Linked DNA regions of Mus musculus: all the other regions are linked to region 1. A link is a contact called in public Hi-C data. All regions are on one chromosome and are shown on one strand. The core of a region is the stretch at or near the end of the contact, and the rest is flanking DNA. Distances in the headings are between cores, read along the strand shown. Region 1 overlaps Gm39697 (a long non-coding RNA gene). Region 2 overlaps Pbx1 (pre B cell leukemia homeobox 1). Region 3 overlaps Pbx1 (pre B cell leukemia homeobox 1).

What was found. A called contact is a pair of places that touch in the nucleus more often than the background predicts.
Region 2: a contact with region 1 is called in a Hi-C map of uterus. The contact joins two enhancer-like sites. A contact is called at or near these places in 2 of 484 Hi-C or Micro-C datasets (both in uterus) and 2 of 115 datasets of contacts at active chromatin or transcription factors (astrocytes and embryonic basal ganglia).
Region 3: a Hi-C map of uterus shows a contact between it and region 1, with 5 times the contacts expected there. The contact joins two enhancer-like sites. A contact is called at or near these places in 2 of 484 Hi-C or Micro-C datasets (both in uterus).

What each region holds. Positions count from the first base shown.
Region 1 is chr1:169,159,446-169,162,643 of GRCm38.p6, reverse strand. The region is part of intron 2 of Gm39697 (a long non-coding RNA gene); the gene reads left to right. Among named protein-coding and RNA genes, the nearest start is that of Gm39697, 12 kb to the left of the region's middle. Within about 2 kb of position 1,618, at least 10 of the 459 cell types and tissues checked have an H3K27ac peak or open chromatin away from gene starts, as enhancers often do. A contact at or near this core is called in uterus, where this site is marked.
Region 2 is chr1:168,242,141-168,245,257 of GRCm38.p6, reverse strand. The region is part of intron 2 of Pbx1 (pre B cell leukemia homeobox 1); the gene reads left to right. Among named protein-coding and RNA genes, the nearest start is that of Gm51671, 100 kb to the left of the region's middle. Within about 2 kb of position 1,332, at least 19 of the 459 cell types and tissues checked have an H3K27ac peak or open chromatin away from gene starts, as enhancers often do. A contact at or near this core is called in uterus, where this site is marked.
Region 3 is chr1:168,179,569-168,182,767 of GRCm38.p6, reverse strand. All of the region lies in intron 8 of Pbx1 (pre B cell leukemia homeobox 1), which reads left to right. Among named protein-coding and RNA genes, the nearest start is that of Gm51671, 170 kb to the left of the region's middle. Within about 2 kb of position 1,442, at least 33 of the 459 cell types and tissues checked have an H3K27ac peak or open chromatin away from gene starts, as enhancers often do. A contact at or near this core is called in uterus, where this site is marked.

The DNA.
Region 1 (3,198 bases), core at 369-2,868:
CCTTCTGTAGCTTGTCCTCAGTTTGTTGATCATTTCTTCCGCAGAGCAGAAGAAAATTCTTAGTTATTATAAACCCATTTTTAATTTTTTTGTACTTTTGATGTCTTATCTAAAACTCATCACCTGTGCTAATATGAACTGTGTCCCCTCTGTGTATGTATGCTTGTTTGTTTTCCTTTTTTATTTTTCTTCTACGGTTTTGAGTTCCAGGTCTTATATTTGGGTCTGTGATCCAGTTTGAATGGACTGAATTTCCATCTTCTGAGTAGGATGCCGAGTCTTTCCAGCACCTTTTGCTGAACAGGGCATTGTTTTCCAATGCGTATCTCTAGCACTTCTGTTGAGTTAGTTGGCTATGAATACACAGATTCCTCTTGAGCATCCTATCCCTTTCAGTTGGTCTGTGTATCAGACTCTGTAGCTGCTCTGCTGTTTGAGTTACTGGAGCTTTGTAGTGTGTTTTGGGGTATGGTGATGTGATGGCTTGTGCTTGATCTTCTTGGTCCTTTGCTTTGGCACATTTTGAAGGAACAGGTATTGTCATGGTTTTACCTTGCTCTCTCTGGCACAATCTTCTAAGGAGGCCAGACTGAAGTTGTTCTAGAGTTAAGACTGTCAATCCTAGACTGAGGGCTGCCAAGCATGGGTGCCTTGGTTTGCCCTATGCAAGCTTCTCTGGTTAAAATGTTCAAGTCCCTTTTACTATGTCTGTGAAATCTCATCTTTGCTCATTCAAAAACTTACCTACCTCATAGAGCCTTTGTAAAGCTCACACAAAATCTCATGAGCAGAGTGCCACCTATCATACAAATATCATGGTTTCTGTTTTCTGGTTTTGTTTTGTTTTGTTTGTTTTTTGTCAAATCACTGGACATGCCAACTGTCTGCTTCCTAGAGTGTCTGAGAATGGATGAGATATGATTATTATGTGATGAGCAATTCATCACTGTAGAAAAAGCACATAAATCAGGGGACTTCATGTGTAATGAGTGAGTAAACCACGTTCTCTGTGTAAATGGTAGAAACTCTAAATATCAACACTGGGGACCTCTGATGGACTGTCAGAAGCAGTCTTTCAACAGTAAGGGGATGGCCACTTCCAGCATTGCTGCTCCAGACTCATTGTCCTGGGAAGCTGCCTTAAGCATATTAGAGAAGCCTGACACAGGTTCACAAAGTGAGCAGAGAAATTAAGAAATTAAGGATACACATCCACACACATCCGCACACACACACACACACACACACACACACACACACACACACACACACACACACACAGAGAGAGAGAGAGAGAGAGAGAGAGAGAGAGAGAGAGAGAGAGAGAGAGAGATCCTGAAGTAACTTAGCAATCAAGGCATTAACAGCCAAAAAGCTTTGCTTGTAGAGGAGTTAATGGATTTATATTATTTGTGGTTATCTGGATTTCAGATTGATACCATAAATATTCAGACTCTGAACTCAGCTGGAAGCAGCCGCCACTGACTTTTCTGTGACCTAACTGGAAACACTAAATCAGCTGTCTCCTTGACTTTCAAGGGAATGACATACCCCAAGCCCACGAGATAGCATCGCCTCGGTATTTATTGCCTCCAGAGGACCTCGGCTTAGTATGGTCTGTAACTACAGCCTCTCTTTGAATGCCAAGCCTGCTTAAGATTGCTAAATCACAAAGTTCTCTGTACTGAGTGGGAGAGAACCTTGACTGTGGGTGTAGATACAACTTAGTCCACAAAATGCACAGAGTGAACTGCTTTCCAGGGCAAGCCTCGTGACACATTATCCTCAGATTTATGTGTGTTTCCATCCATAGCTTTTTCTATTCCTTGCTCTTACCAAGGTTCTTTCTTATTTTTTTTTCTTGCTTTTAAAAAGTTCATCTGTGTGATTGAGAATCAAGGGTCTGATTCCAGATATGTTTTTCTTATTAGAATGTGGGGAGTTGCTTGTAAGTCTTTCAAGCAATGGCTGACAGGCCCTTTATGAGTTGGGCTCGAACTTCTCTGTGTCTCACTCCAGAGCTGACACAAAGATGCTCATGATAGGAAAAAAAAAGAAATGTGGCCCTCCTCCTAGGGAGGATTGTGTGGTCCTCCTCCTAGGGAGGATTGTGTGGTCCTCCTCCTAGGGAGGATTGTGTGGTCCTCCTCCTAGGGAGGATTGAGGAACCTTCCATTGGCAACAGGCTTCCTTTTGCCCCATGACAAATTGTGCTGAAGGCTTGACAACACCGAATCCATCATAAGGATTGGCCAGCTCCTTCTTTCTGTCAGCTTAACAGATGTGGCAGCAGCCACAATGTCAATAAAGGTTATGTCCTGCTTCAGAGAAAAAGGGGCCAAAACACCATTTAAGTAATTGCTTGGGGAGAAAAAAAAAACCACACACACATGCACACACACACATACAAAAAAAAACCCACAAAAAAACAAAAAAACAAGCTCTACTTGGAGGCAAGCAATTGCATTGTCAGGACAGGATTCACACATGGGCAGTATCTTCCCTTCTTTCTCTAATGAGTTGAAAGGTGGTCTTGGGGGTGATGCAGGGTGGGGGAAATGTGTGGGTCTATTACCAGGAAAATGGCTAAGACATAAGTGATGGCAAGTTGTGATTTTCCAGGTCCCATCCACACAGCATTTGGAAATCTACCAAGAATTCTTCTGTTACCATTTGACCCAGCTATAACACACCCCAGATGTCATAAAACTTCCTTTGAGGGTTTGACATGAAGCAGGGGGGAAGGGAAGGAGCCATCCCTGAGGAAACTCAACACAATGTGGCACTTGTTTTATTTTTCCAGTATTTTTAAATCCAGAATTTCACATAATACTATTTTTGCTGTAGCCCATGATTAGGCACTCTGGATATCTTAATCCTGGTCCAAGGAACAAAAGGTTCCAGAGGAGAAAGAATAAGAGGAAAGAGACACAGCATAAGGGAGTTGGAATGGCTGGGATAAATATGTGTGGATGCCGAGTGGTAAGTCATGAAAGAGCTCAGGAACAGTGACCATGGCAGTGTCTCTCAGCTGGAGCACAGTCCGGCTGCCATGCTAAGGTCCCCAGGATGACCCAGCACTCTCCTAGGCAACTCTGAATAGGAAAATAGCAGGAGCAAATTTACATTCCTGACAAATTCATTCGGATACCTGTGTGAAATTTGGATTAGAGATGAAGAACAGAAGCAGGGAGACCA
Region 2 (3,117 bases), core at 83-2,582, 920 kb after region 1:
TTTCTTTTCTGAGAGATAATTTACAGGTTTGTGTCTAGAGAGGCTGTGCACATATGCTCTAACTTGCAGTTTCTTGCTCTCTGCTGCGATTTTTAAAAAGATGCACTTGGCTTCAAGATCTCAAGATAGCCTAATGTCACCTACAGGGTTATGGTAGTGCATGACATCAATTGTATAGTTCAAGATAGGAGTTTATGTAGTGGGAAAATCACTGCTGTAGATTTGACTCACGAGAGGGAAACAGATTGGATAATTCCTGGTGTATTTCTTGGCTCACTAAGTTCAAGGCTTAAGGGGAAATGGAGGACGGAAATGTGGGTAACATACATTATGATTCTGTGTACAAAGATACATCTGCGTTTAGGCTTTTGATATGTAAACCAAAAGGATGCACTGTGGGATTGAGAGAGTTTCTAACACAGTCAACAGCAACGTGAAAGTCATATGATCCAAACGTCAGTGTTTAAATCTGGGTAACGACCGTCTCAGTGAGAATCGAGCTTTGATATTATATGCCAGAACTTATTGATGTGTTCAACTATCTTAGCTCTGCTACACAGTGCCACAGTGCGAAGTGTAGGTAATTTGAAGCTCAGGGTGTAGAGGATTACTTAGCAGTCAAGGCGAACAATTCTTTCTAGGATCCTGTCTAAGATGGCAGAGTCCACTGCCCCCCACGCCCCACGCCCCCCCGAACTAAGAGTTTGGTAGAGGAATATATATAAGATATATTGGTTCAGGAACACAGAACATGGTAGAAGGTATGTACCATGATGTTGATGGGATGGCCAAGACTTTAAAAGGTCAAGTTCACAAAGGATAGAGAAGAAAAGCCAGGAAATGCTGTAATTTTCACACAGTTCTCACGATGGGAAAGTTTTGAAGTAAAAAGCCTTTCGGAAGATAATGTTTGAGCCCCAATATCGAAGCCTGAACTTATTCACTGAAGATTCATATTTTTAATTAACGACTAAAGTTTGACCAAATTAGGAATACTCAAAGGGCTGATCAAAAGAAGATAAACAGCAGCCAGCCACCCCGAAGTCACCTTTGAACTTTGAAAATCTGCTGTTATCTTACCGGCCCTTTTAATCATAGAAACTATATTACCGTTTAGCGTGCTTGGCCAGTGAAGTCAGCATGCCCCACCTGTTGTCGATTGAGTGTTGAGGGGGAGAGAAAGGTTTCGTGAGAGGCGTTTGCCAAGCTCATTGAAGCCTTGTTTTTGTAACCTCTAAGTCATGCTCTTCGTATTCCATAACCCAGCACATTTCCATTAGGGTGACCACACTAGGTTGCGTTGACCCGGGAAGACTTGCTGGGCTTTGTCAAGCACCAGGCTGATTCACGCTGCAACGCAAGGCCATAGTTAGCTTCTCTGTGGGCTGCCCATGGTGAACCTTCCAATCTGATAGGATCCAGTAAATATTCGGAGCTTTTTTTAGTGTTTCTCACTAAAACATTTTTACTGTTGTGATTGAACGCTGTAGGCCATGGCTTTGGAGATAATTAGACTTCAGGGGAGGCAGAACAATGGAAAGTATCTGAATTTTCACTTACAGACGAGTGTTCTCCAAACCTTCCAGTGGTCCCTGAACATCCTTGACCATCTCCAGCTCCTGGTCGCATGGCACTGTACATCTTACAACAGTTTTTCTTGAGTCCTCTGATTTTACCATCTCAAACCTTCATCATTTTCTTCCCTCGACGAGTCTCTGATCTGTGAGTTGGAGCCTTGCGTTCACAAAACGCTGTTGGTTATTTTTACCACTTCGGTGGCCGCTTCAGACAACCGCCGTTTTCCTTGTTCATTATTGCTTAAATATATCAATGCATGGTGTCACAGCTTATGGCTAATAAAACTCCCACTCTGAGCGACTGCAGTGTGGCTTCGTGGGAACTGACATCCTGAGCTGCAGGCGGGCTCTGGACAGGCAGGTTTCCTATGTGACCTGATGCCAGGGATTGATTCTGGCTCTGCCGAGAGAGGAGGCCATAGGAGAGATGATGCAAGGTCCCTGCTTAATTGTCCCTGGCACAGGCTGGGAGGAAGGTGATTGCTGGTGCTAGTGGTTGCATGGAAGCCTGCTTGCTCATACTGCCTGCCTTTTTTCTCTATCGATATACCACAGCCTTGCTGGAACTTCTATACTTGGCCAGTCAAGGGACTATGCATGACAGTCAAGGGAGTTCTAATACATAATTAGACAGTGCCTTCTAAAGTGTGGTAGTAGATTATGTCCCTACCCCTTAATACCAGTAAGCAGGAAGCTTGAAACGAAGATCTTTTGTAGGCAGTCAATCCTATAGGAATATATTAAGTACCTACTGTGTTCTCTGGGCACTGTACCTAGCATACAGTAGGTACTCAGTCAGGGCCAGGCCTAATGCAAGTGAAGAGAAAGTAAAGTTTTAAAGCGGAGCAGCTAAAACCTCTGCTCAGCAGCAGCTAGGATAATGTACACTGGATGTGAAAGCGACGGCAGGCCCAGTCTCTCCATTCTGAGTAATTGACTATATGCATAAAAAAAAAAAACCAACAACAACAACAAAAAAAAAACAACCCATGTGGCTTATAGGCTTTTGTTTAATGTTTTTCATACCACAATACATTAATTTTCATAGAGAGCATCAGTTCAGTGTAACTTGCCGTGTAACTTCACAGGGGAGAGGATGGTGACAGAGGAAACCATTATGCAGGCCACCAGTTATAGCTTGATTTGGCTGAGCCCAAATACCAGAACCATCTAGCAAAAACCACACCTAAGATGGTCCATGCCAAGCCCTGCCTTGATATGTGGCACTGAGACAGGGTTGGTTGGTTGGTTTTGCTTTGTTTTTTTAAGGTGGAGGGAAGAGAGCCACTTTCTCCTTTCTCTGATGTCACCAAGTCTAATGCACAGGAAAATGCCAGGTGCCTTGCTGGTTAGTGTGGACTCCTGGGTGGCTGGTTCGGGAGCTTCGTCTGCTGGCTCCCATTTAGGATCTTTCTCTCTTTCTTTTTTTTTTTCCTTTCTCCTTTTTAAAAGAAAGAAAAGCATAAGGAAAACATTTGCTTTGACATTGAATCCACCCCCACAAGTCACAGTAATTGCAGGGCCCAGAGGAGGGGAAAAA
Region 3 (3,199 bases), core at 193-2,692, 980 kb after region 1:
TCTGGTAGGATGACCGGCTTGGCATGGCTGAAGAAAGCGGAGCTTCATTTGGTTGATGGAGAGCCATGCTATTGTTTGTTGCTGTTGGTATTGTTAAAATAAGTTAGGGAGTAGAAGGAAGGCAATATAATCATGATTTAATAATGAGACCTCAGTCTATTCTAATTGAAGCACAATGTCTGCAAGGATGTGGGAGGTGGCCCCTTCAACTCCACATTGAGTCTTGTCCTACCCAATTATGACAGATCTGGAAGGATTCAAGAGAAGAACAACTATCTCATCAGATGAAGAATAATTATTTTAGAAATGAGGAAGGTAGGACTCATGGCTCCATCAGGAAAGTGCCTGCTATATGAGCAAGAACATCTATGGTTGTATCCATAGTGCCCGTGTAAAACGTCATCTGGCCACACATCCGTAAACCCATCCCTGGGGAAGCAGAGTCAGGGAGGAGGCCCCTAAAGCTCTTTAGCCAGTGAGAGAGACTTAGTCTTAAGAAACGAAGGGCAAAGCAATGGAGGAAGGTACCGGACTTTAACCTTTGGCCTCTCCAGACACAGATACTTGTATACATACCAACATGCGCATCCCACACCAGCACATACACAAACTGCACACACCCATAAAGAAGAATTCTTATCCCGTAAAAGAGAAAGAGTAGGTGATACGTAACAGCTTTGATTTGGCCCTCACAGAGAGGAATCAGCTTCATCAGGAGCAGTCTCAATAGGACAGGATTTGTTCAGTGAGTAGAAGCATCAGAGAAGTGGACTTCTGGTCCCACTCTAAAACTGAAGGTTTCACGTCATTAGAGAGCCTCATACATGGCTTGGCTAGTATCTTGGTAAGGACACGGTTAAAGTAAGTCAGTCACTAGGTAGGAGTTTTTTGGGGGGGTGACATCTATTGCTACTTACAGTTAAGAATTCTCTCTCTCCTATTTTCAGGCAGAATCTCGCCTGAGTTCATATCTTAACTACCGATCTGTCTTTGCGAAGGAAGGCAAGGTCAGCCTGTCTTGTTGAACATACTTACAACAGTCATGCCATTTTTCTAGAAAGGTCCAGAGAGAGGATTCTCTCCATACTGTGCCTATGATCACACTCATCGTTGTTATTAGTGTATTAGTGTTGGCACGCTGGGCACCCTGCTCAGGAGAGCACAAGGCCCTCTCAAAGAGTCCCAGTAAAGGAAGAAGCCGGCTGGCTAGGGAATTAACTGCACTTGCATCTGGGTATGGCTGAGCGTTTCTGAGATACTAGGCTTCTCCAGAAATGATTTTGTGCATTAAATGAAAGAGAAGAATATGAAGAATGTATAAGAAGTGGGAACAAAAATATAGGTGTCTGGAAAAAAAAAACCTGAAGGAAGTCTTTATGAGTCAGTACAAAGTGGGCCTGACAGTTTCTTATTTGGCATATTTTTAATCCCTAACTGCAGTACTATAGTAAGCAGTGCTTGATGGGGGCGTCTTCCAGTATTGACCCTTCTGCATCTGGTGGGCTGGAAATCATTTCTGAGATAGTGTAACAAACATGTGCAGACAATTATGTCTGATTACATAACCTCAGCACCCCCCACAAAAAAAGGGGACTAGAAACACCATTTGAGCCACTCATGTGAATTCATTTTTTTTCCTGTAAATTGTAATAACTTCATTTCTGAGTCTTTAATATACAGGCTGAGTGCATCAAAGGACAGTGGTCCTATGGTACGTTGCTTCGGTGTCAATTTTTAAATGGCCCACCTACAGGAGACGAAGCATGTTGTGGCAAGATGTATTTTTAGATGGTGGTATTAGAAGCTAAGGCCTAGGCATACACAGAGTAGGCTTCTAACTGCCAAGATAGAGAAAGAGAAAAAGGGAGGAGACTCAAGAGGAGACAGGGACAGGAATGAAAGATCTGAGCCAAAAAGCAAAAATAAACAATCCCTACACCCAAAGCAGCAATGGAACTCCCAGCTGGGGTCTGGGTAGTCTCTCATTTGATGGAGGACATTTTCTGGGCACGATGCAGCCGCTTCCTGGCTGGGTTTCCACAGCGCCCATGTCTTATCCAGCTGCTGTCTATTTTTAAGTCGTGTAAAGTGTGGACCGCTGGCCTTGAGCTGAGCTCAGAGCAATGGGATTATAAAGTTCTGGAGGTAGGGTCCTATGATGGGATGCTAGAGAGATGACGGCCTGTCTCAGTAATCCCAGGCATGCTTTGGGGGAAATGAGGAGACAAGTAGAAAAAGGATGGGCTCAGCGTATGTTATTTCACATGAATATGTGTGAAGTGCTTCAAGTGTTAATTTTCTAGTTTGATCTTTTTTTTTCTCCTCTTTATGAACAGTTTTCACTGAGTATTTCTTATTGAGGGTAGGATAGGGCACTGTTCTGATGCAAAGACATGGATTTGAAATGGACTCAGAATTACACAAGACCTCAAGACCCCCCTGTTACCCACCATGAATGGTAAACGTCACTTCTTCAAACATTTTGTGTTTTCATATGACCACAGACAATTCTTAATACACATAGAGAGATTCTAACTAGCTCAGGGAGAATATTTCATTTCTCTGCCAGTTAGACATTCTTGAAGAAGGCCAAACTACGAGAGTCTTTCTTTCCTTCGCCCCTGCCACCGTCCTGATTCTGGAAGTCATTCATTAAGTAGGGCTCTGCACCAGGCTCCCGCTGCTGCTGTCTTCTGTTCGTCTCCTCTCTTGCAAATCCCCACAGAAGCCCTCCGGTGCCATTCTTTGCTGGGAAATCATTAGCAGTCTTGATTCCCTGCCTAAGCAGCCCGAACTCTGAGGCCACATACAAGAGTTTGCATATCTGTTGGTCCAGCCTACCCGTCCTTAAACTCTGGCTTCCAAATCCAGTGACCTTTAATTGGTTACATCTTTAATCCTCCCCTCCTATGTCCGTGCTCCACGTGAATGCCTGGTGCCCCTGAAGACAGTGCTTCTCAGTGGCCTCAGTTGTCCCTCTAACCCCTTCTCTCTGTCACCCACATGGGCGTCCCTTCATTCCCACACTACCTTCCCTACGCCATTCCTACGTGGGACATTGCTGAGCCTCATCTTCGTAGGTCCTGTCAGTTATAGCCTCCGAGCCCCTTTCTTATATAGAGACTCTCCGGAAGAACACCTGTTTGTTGGGTGGCCATGTCTCTAATGATTCTCCATGTTCTCCTCACTCGCTGTGGGG